Regions from separate parts of the Zea mays genome. Here region 1 is linked to region 2. The links are chromatin contacts, called in public Hi-C maps. All regions are on one chromosome and are shown on one strand. The core of a region is the stretch at or near the end of the contact, and the rest is flanking DNA. Distances in the headings are between cores, read along the strand shown. Region 1 holds the start of sbp1 (SBP-domain protein1). Region 2 holds the start of LOC100283381.

The links. Hi-C and Micro-C count contacts between places; a contact is called where the count stands out from the background.
Region 1: a Hi-C map of tassel shows a contact between it and region 2, with 3 times the contacts expected there. The contact joins the promoter of sbp1 here to the promoter of LOC100283381 in region 2. A contact is called at or near these places in 4 of 25 Hi-C or Micro-C datasets (ear, tassel and an unstated tissue).

What each region holds. Positions count from the first base shown.
Region 1 is chr5:90,863,919-90,867,351 of Zm-B73-REFERENCE-NAM-5.0, forward strand. It overlaps sbp1 (SBP-domain protein1), which reads left to right and starts at 1,565. Exons shown (of 3, transcript NM_001112607.2): 1 at 1,565-2,436; 2 at 3,289-3,433. The coding sequence starts at 1,667.
Region 2 is chr5:90,725,869-90,729,162 of Zm-B73-REFERENCE-NAM-5.0, forward strand. LOC100283381 reads right to left here and starts at 1,976. Exons shown (of 3, transcript NM_001156282.2): 1 at 1,709-1,976; 2 at 41-1,172. The coding sequence starts at 1,132.

The DNA of each region.
Region 1 (3,433 bases), core at 315-2,814, 140 kb after region 2:
TTTTTAAAATGAATTCGTTTTTCACACAAACACACCATGCATATGATATGATATGATATGAATGCAACAAACAAGAATCCTAGTGTTTATAAAATCATATTAGTATTTATTTAAAACTCATGTGACAACTAATAAATCTTGGAATGTTATAGAAAATTGATACAAACACGTTTCTTTTAATTAATTGTTTTAGTGACAACACAAAGTGGAGATGTGTGTGTGGGGGGGGGGTGACATCCATGTTGTTCAAGCCGCACCCTTGACATAGCTCTGCCACTCGCCTTTTGACTTGATAACATGTAATATGCGCTTGACTTGATAAGTATGTAAACCATATCTCGTACTTTGTGGGTTTAGACCACTCTTGGGTGTAGTCAGCTATACTTATTCTTAAGACAAAAACCTTTGATAAACTCATGATACATTTAAGGCTCAGTTTGGAAGCATCTAGTTTATAAGAAACTGGTTTATAGAAATTGAGTTGATTACAAACATAACAGTTTATAACCCAGTTTATAAAAATTAGATTATCAGTTTCTTAAAAACAAGAAGCTAGCCTCTCATAGCAAAAAAAAAACACTAGTTTTTAAAAACCTAGGTTGCTTCCAAATAGGACCTAATTTGTGATGAGTCTGGCTAGCTTATAGAGCAGCTATGCATGCATGTGCATGGGGGGCAATAATTTTGCAGGACGGACTTTATTGGCCAATCATGCTAGCGGCTGGCTAGCTGTGTGAATTCCGAAATCCGACTACGTGCAGCGCTGTCGGCTGCCGCGCGCCGCCGCAATTTTCCTCTTCTTTGGCGTGGATGCAGCATCTCTCACAGCTGCAGCAGCTGATGCGAGCTGCTTGGGCTGCAGCCGAGAGCAGCTACAGCCCGAACAGCTGGGCCTGCTCGCCTGCCTGCCTACTGCCTAGCTTCGTGTGTTTTCGCTGCGCGCCGGTCGAAGCAGAAAAAAGCCTAGGCACCCAACCCTCCCGGCCACCCGGGCTCGCGCGCCGTCGTACTCGTACTCGTACCCCAGCCCCATCACCTTTCTGATCTGATCCGCAGTCTGGCTGGCTGGGGGCAGTAACATGACAAAAACCCGCCTGCCCTGCCCATGCCATGCATCAAGGATTCACCATGTGGCCACGTACGACGAATAGCTAGCTCGTAGTACTACTAGCAGCACAGCACGCAACATTTGCGCCGGCTGCATGCATGCAGCGCATGCAGAGGGTTTTCACCAAAAGGATCGAGATAGAGAGAGAGAGTGCGTTTCACTAGAAGGGACTGAGAGAGAAAGATAGATGGAGAAAGGGTGCACAACATACGCCGCACTCCTACTCTCTGTTACAGTACCAGTAGTATATGCCGGTAGATCTCCTGCCGGTGGCTTTACCAAAATGAAATAAATAAAAAAAATTCATCATGCGGCGCACCAACAAGTGAGTAACGCCTAGGGCTCTCTGTCTCTATCTCCCCTTCAATGCAGAGAGTAATGTCGTCTCTTTCCCTGTCTTTCCCACTGCCTTCAACTCAGCCCTTTTTAACCACCCACAAAGGCCACCACTGCTTCACACTCACACGCACACGTATAGCTCGATCGCTCTCTGTGTCCGCTCCTCCTGCCTCCTGCACACACATACACTCAGAGAGCATAGTAGCAGTAGCCAGTAGGATGATGATGAACACCAACGCGATGTCGCCGACAGCAAGTACCGACGCCGACTTCTCGTTCGGCCCCTTGCAGCCCTACGTCGGCTTCGACGTCGCCGGCATGGGCATGCCCAGCGTCGTCGTCGAGAGGTCGTCGTCGCTACTGCAGCACAACACCAGCAGCAGCAGCCACAACAACAACCTAGGGCTATACGACAGTTTCGACTTCGCGGCCGCCGCAGGGTTACCGTTCCAAGAATCTGGTCTCCTGCCCCCGGCGAGCCTGCCGCTGGCGCCGTCGCCGCAAAGCATGGCGGCCATGGCAATGCCACCGTCGTCGCTGCTGCTGACGCTCCCAGGCGTGCCTGCGGCGGCGGATGTCGTCTATAACCCCTTTGGTGGCGGCGGCGCGGGAGGGTTCCTGAAGCGGGAGGACGGCGGCCCCCTCGTGGACGCTGCTGGAGGCGGCGGGAGGATCGGGCTGAACCTCGGGCGCCGCACCTACTTCTCCCCCGCGGACGTACTCGCCGTGGACCGGCTGCTGACGCGGTCGCGGCTGGCGGGTGGCGGCGTGGGCGTGGGCCTGGGTATGGGCCTCGGCATGGGCGTGCTGGGGCTCGGCGCCGCCCACCACCAGCAGCCGCCGCCGCGGTGCCAGGCCGAGGGCTGCAAGGCCGACCTCTCCGCCGCCAAGCACTACCACCGCCGCCACAAGGTCTGCGAGTACCACGCCAAGGCCAGCGCCGTCGCCGCCGCCGGCAAGCAGCAGCGTTTCTGCCAGCAGTGCAGCAGGTACGTACGTACGTACGTGTCCCTCCCTCCCCTGCATGCGTGCATGCATGCATGCCCGGCCCTGGGTCAGGTGGCCCGCCTGTCAAGACACGTGCCCACTGCCCACACGTACGCAGCCGGCCCCGTTCGGCCAGCAGCCCGTTACCTACCTACGTGCGTGCCGTACGTCTGTGCCGTGCCGGGCACTGTTGACACCTTTACTTGCTGTCAGTGTTGCACTGTCGCTTTTGCCTCTTGTCACGTAAGAGTATGGGCACCAGTACGGTGCAACTACATGCATGGGACGCAATTGCGAGGCAATACTTGCATATGCACATCAGCTAGGCAAGCTCTGCATGCATTGGCATGATGGGCGCCTGATGAGTGATGAGCACGACGAATCGACGATAACACATATCACTCATGCAGATGTAGTTTACTGTAGCTAGACTGGTCTTCCTCTTCTAGTCTGCTTCAATATACTACCACGTACCAACGAAACAGTTAATGTATGCATGGAACCGGGTGAAAAAAAACGAAAAAACAGTGATGAGAAGGCTGCAACCTGTCGAGTCAGCTAGCAGCAGCAGCAGCTGCTGCTGCCGGGTAGGACGGCTGGCGCCGGCGATCATCTCACAACTCAGATGATGGGCGTCACGTCGTCAGATGTGATAAGCCGGTTAGATGAGAGATAAGATATGGGAGGGCCAGGGTCATCTGCACATTGATTTTAACTTTCAGCACTACTGGCTACTACCAAACATTATACTGACCACTGCACCCGCACACTTTTATCAACCATCATTATTGCAAAAGGTCGTATTTAGAGCTGATATGAAACTATACTATACTATTCATTTCTTTGGCTAGTAGGTTTCATGTGCTTGCTGAGTTTGATGAGGCCAAGAGGAGCTGCCGGAAGCGGCTCACCGAGCACAACCGCCGCCGCCGGAAGCCGAGCAGCGCACAGGACGAGGACTCGTCACCGCCACCACCCAAGAAACTGGATACTTGCATA
Region 2 (3,294 bases), core at 726-3,225:
TTAGTCGTCTACATATTAGTGTATAGCACAATAACCTTACCTTGTCAACATGTTCTAGAGTGACGGCTTCAGGAATTATTGCTGTTCTTAGCTTCACCTTCACAAACCCACTACTTCCTTTCACTGCAAAACACTCTCCTGGCTGCCCAAAACTTGGCTCCAGCATCTTTTGGGCTGTTGTGTGCACATTGCTGCGACCAGGTAAATAGTTCTTGCCATTCATGAAAGGCTCTGAGTGACTTACCACTTTAGCACCACCAGATCCCAATGCATAATCCACCATACCAAGGCCATCTGCGGAATGCCTTGCTATCTCCATCTCAACCACATCTTTGGCATATAGCCTTATATCATCCAAGCTTATTTCATCATCTGTACCACCGAATCCCTTCTTTTTCTTCAACTGGCTCAAAATCTCCTCAAACTCATTTTTAGAAAGAAATCCCATGTCACTAAGCTCAGCCAGTGACTTGTCCAACTTGTCAGTTTTGTCTTCCAAAATCTTCATCTTTTTCTCTATCTTATTACCCTTATCCTCAAATTGCTTAGCAATGACCCCTTTTGCTTTGTCAATCTCATTTTCTAGCTTTTTATCCAAAACATCCAACTGTAGCTGAAGCATCTTGGCTGTCTTCTTGAACCCTTCCACCCTGGATAGCCTGTTCTCCATATCCAGTGTTGTAAATGATAATTCACCACTTTGCCATCTCCAGAACACCTGCCCCATCCAAGCAGTAGCTGAAATAAGAAGACACAGCTTCACCAGCACACTTAAGGCAGTTACCCAGTTGGCGTTTTCTTGTTTAGTAGGGCTTTTCTTTTGGCGTACAGCAGCTGCTGAAGCAACCACATTTGTAGTGTTTTTGTTTTGGCGTTCAGCAGTTGCTGAAGCAACCACATCTTTTCTTCCTTCAGAAGAATAATTTGACTTTTGAAGAACTGATTCTCCTCGGATAGTATGACTCAGATCATTGCTAGGAATTTTTTGAAGAATCGAAGGCAATGCTTTTCTTTTTGTAATACCAGCTGTTCGCTGCCTAGCATCTTGGCTAGAATGTGAATCCGAACTTACTGCATGGTTTCCATTTGTATTCGCAGTACGAATTGCAGCAGTAGAAGCAGACATTGTCATCAGCTATAAAGTAGATCGTATTCTATAAATAATGATGCTCCTGTAATTCAAGGTAGCAGGAATTTAGTAAAGTTCAACAGAGAAAATAAGTGGATAATCTATGCATCTAAACATGAAATATATATAGAGCAGTTTGGTATTGATATCATATATGGCAAGTAAAGGTTTCTACATTTTGTTTGAGAACTCCACTAATTTATGGATAATTGATAATACATGGGCAGACCCAGTAAAATACATGGGTGTTGTACACCCAATATTTTTTTGCAAAGCAATCTAAGTTAGCAGGCATAATACATACATATAAACTTATAATCAGATTCAGATATGCTTACGAATAGGATGTTAGGGTTTGGGCGCACGGTTTTACCTACGAATTACGTTAAGGTTTGAGAAGACAACGCAGACTAGGGTTGCAGCATACAGCTACAAGCTGGGTATGTAATGAAACTTTTAGAGGCGAAGGCCGGCCTGAGGCTGGAGCAGAGTCAAGCAGACGGAGAGGGACCGAGAGGGACGAGCTGTTGGCGTGGTAAGGAGAGAGAGGATCGTGGCGCTGTGCGGACGGAGATCCACCTGTGGAGCTGCGTTCCGGACGCACCGGAGCCGGTCGCGGAGACACCGGGGCTGCAGAGGGCGGATGCCGCGCCGAGGTGGTCACGAGGACGCTGGGGCGCTGGGCCCCAGGTGGTGCTCAACCGAGCGCGGTCTCGTTACGGGCTGCGACGCTGCGAGCGGAGGGAAGAGATCGGCCGCGGGCAAGAGGCGGCGGGCGGGGGAGCGACCTCGGCCGCGGAGGAGAGGAAGCGGCCGCCGCCCTCAGTGCTATGCGGATGGATCGGGATTCGGGAAGTGGAAGAACCGACAAAGGGGAGAAAAGAAATAAAAAATAAAAGAGTATAGGATGCAAGATGGACCACATGTCAAGTGGCTCTAATGTGTCCCATTTGATACGGTTACCTATCTCTTCTCTCTCCTCTCTTCTGTGTCTCCACTTTTTATCTTTACATTATTAAAGCACCAGTTTCATATCTCACGTCAATATTTTTCAAAAAAACATATATTTCTTTAGAATCAACTCGATCTATCTCTATCTCTATTATATTAAAGCACCAGTTTCAACGGTCGTCCCGTATCAATATTTTTCAAAAAAAAACTCTACATTTCTTTAGAATCAACCCACACTCCTAATATCTCTTCTCTACTACTATAATAGGGCAGCTTATGTAAAAAAATAAGATGAAATTATGTATAATTAAGTGTTTGAACCTTGGTTGTTGGCTCCACATTCACACCCACCAAATCAATAGAAAACATATATTTTGTGATTTCTTAAAACAAAATTTATCCTGTGTTATATATAAAAACCGTAGCAATGCACGGATATATGACTAGTATATTTAAACAATTGGTATAGGTTTGTGTGTTGTTACAGTACACAATCATATTTTATGAGTAACTATTCAATATTCAATCCATTATACATTAGAGTTCATGAATTCATACTTGACGGGTCGCGATAGTGGTGCTACTCGTTGTGCTCGCGCTCTAGCTCCCTCACAATCTCCTCTTCCTCAACACGGTGACACGACGCAGCTCAAGCGACTTTGGCTCCTTCGCTCCCATTTAACTTCTATGTCAATCCATTTGGTCAAACTTCCACTATACAAGAGAGCACTGAGTTCGTACTTGATGGGTTACGATAGTGGTGCCACTCATTGTGCTCACCCTCTAGCTCCCACACAATCTCCTCTTCCTCGACACAACGCCGAGTCGGTTCCTGTTCCACCTCTCCTTCTCTTGTTCTCTCCCTTAAATAAAATTGTGCAAGGATAATTCAAAAGCTATAAAATAAAAATAAACAGGCTATAGAGAAAGGAAAGCTATTAATGTTAGAACATATAAGACATAGAAACATGTAGATTTAGTACATAAATTATGTGTGGTTTCGTTAATGTTAGAACATATAAGACATAAGGAGCCTGACCCTTTTTTATATGTTGTTTGTCCCCTTTTTTATATGTGGCTTCCTGTCGTGTTGGGAGTGATTTCTCAAGGTCTATTTGTTAGGCGAGAAGCCCGAAAGAGGAACATACCTTACACCATTTTGTTCAATTTAAGAATATCATTGTTCAACACCTTACACCATCACCAAAAAGTGT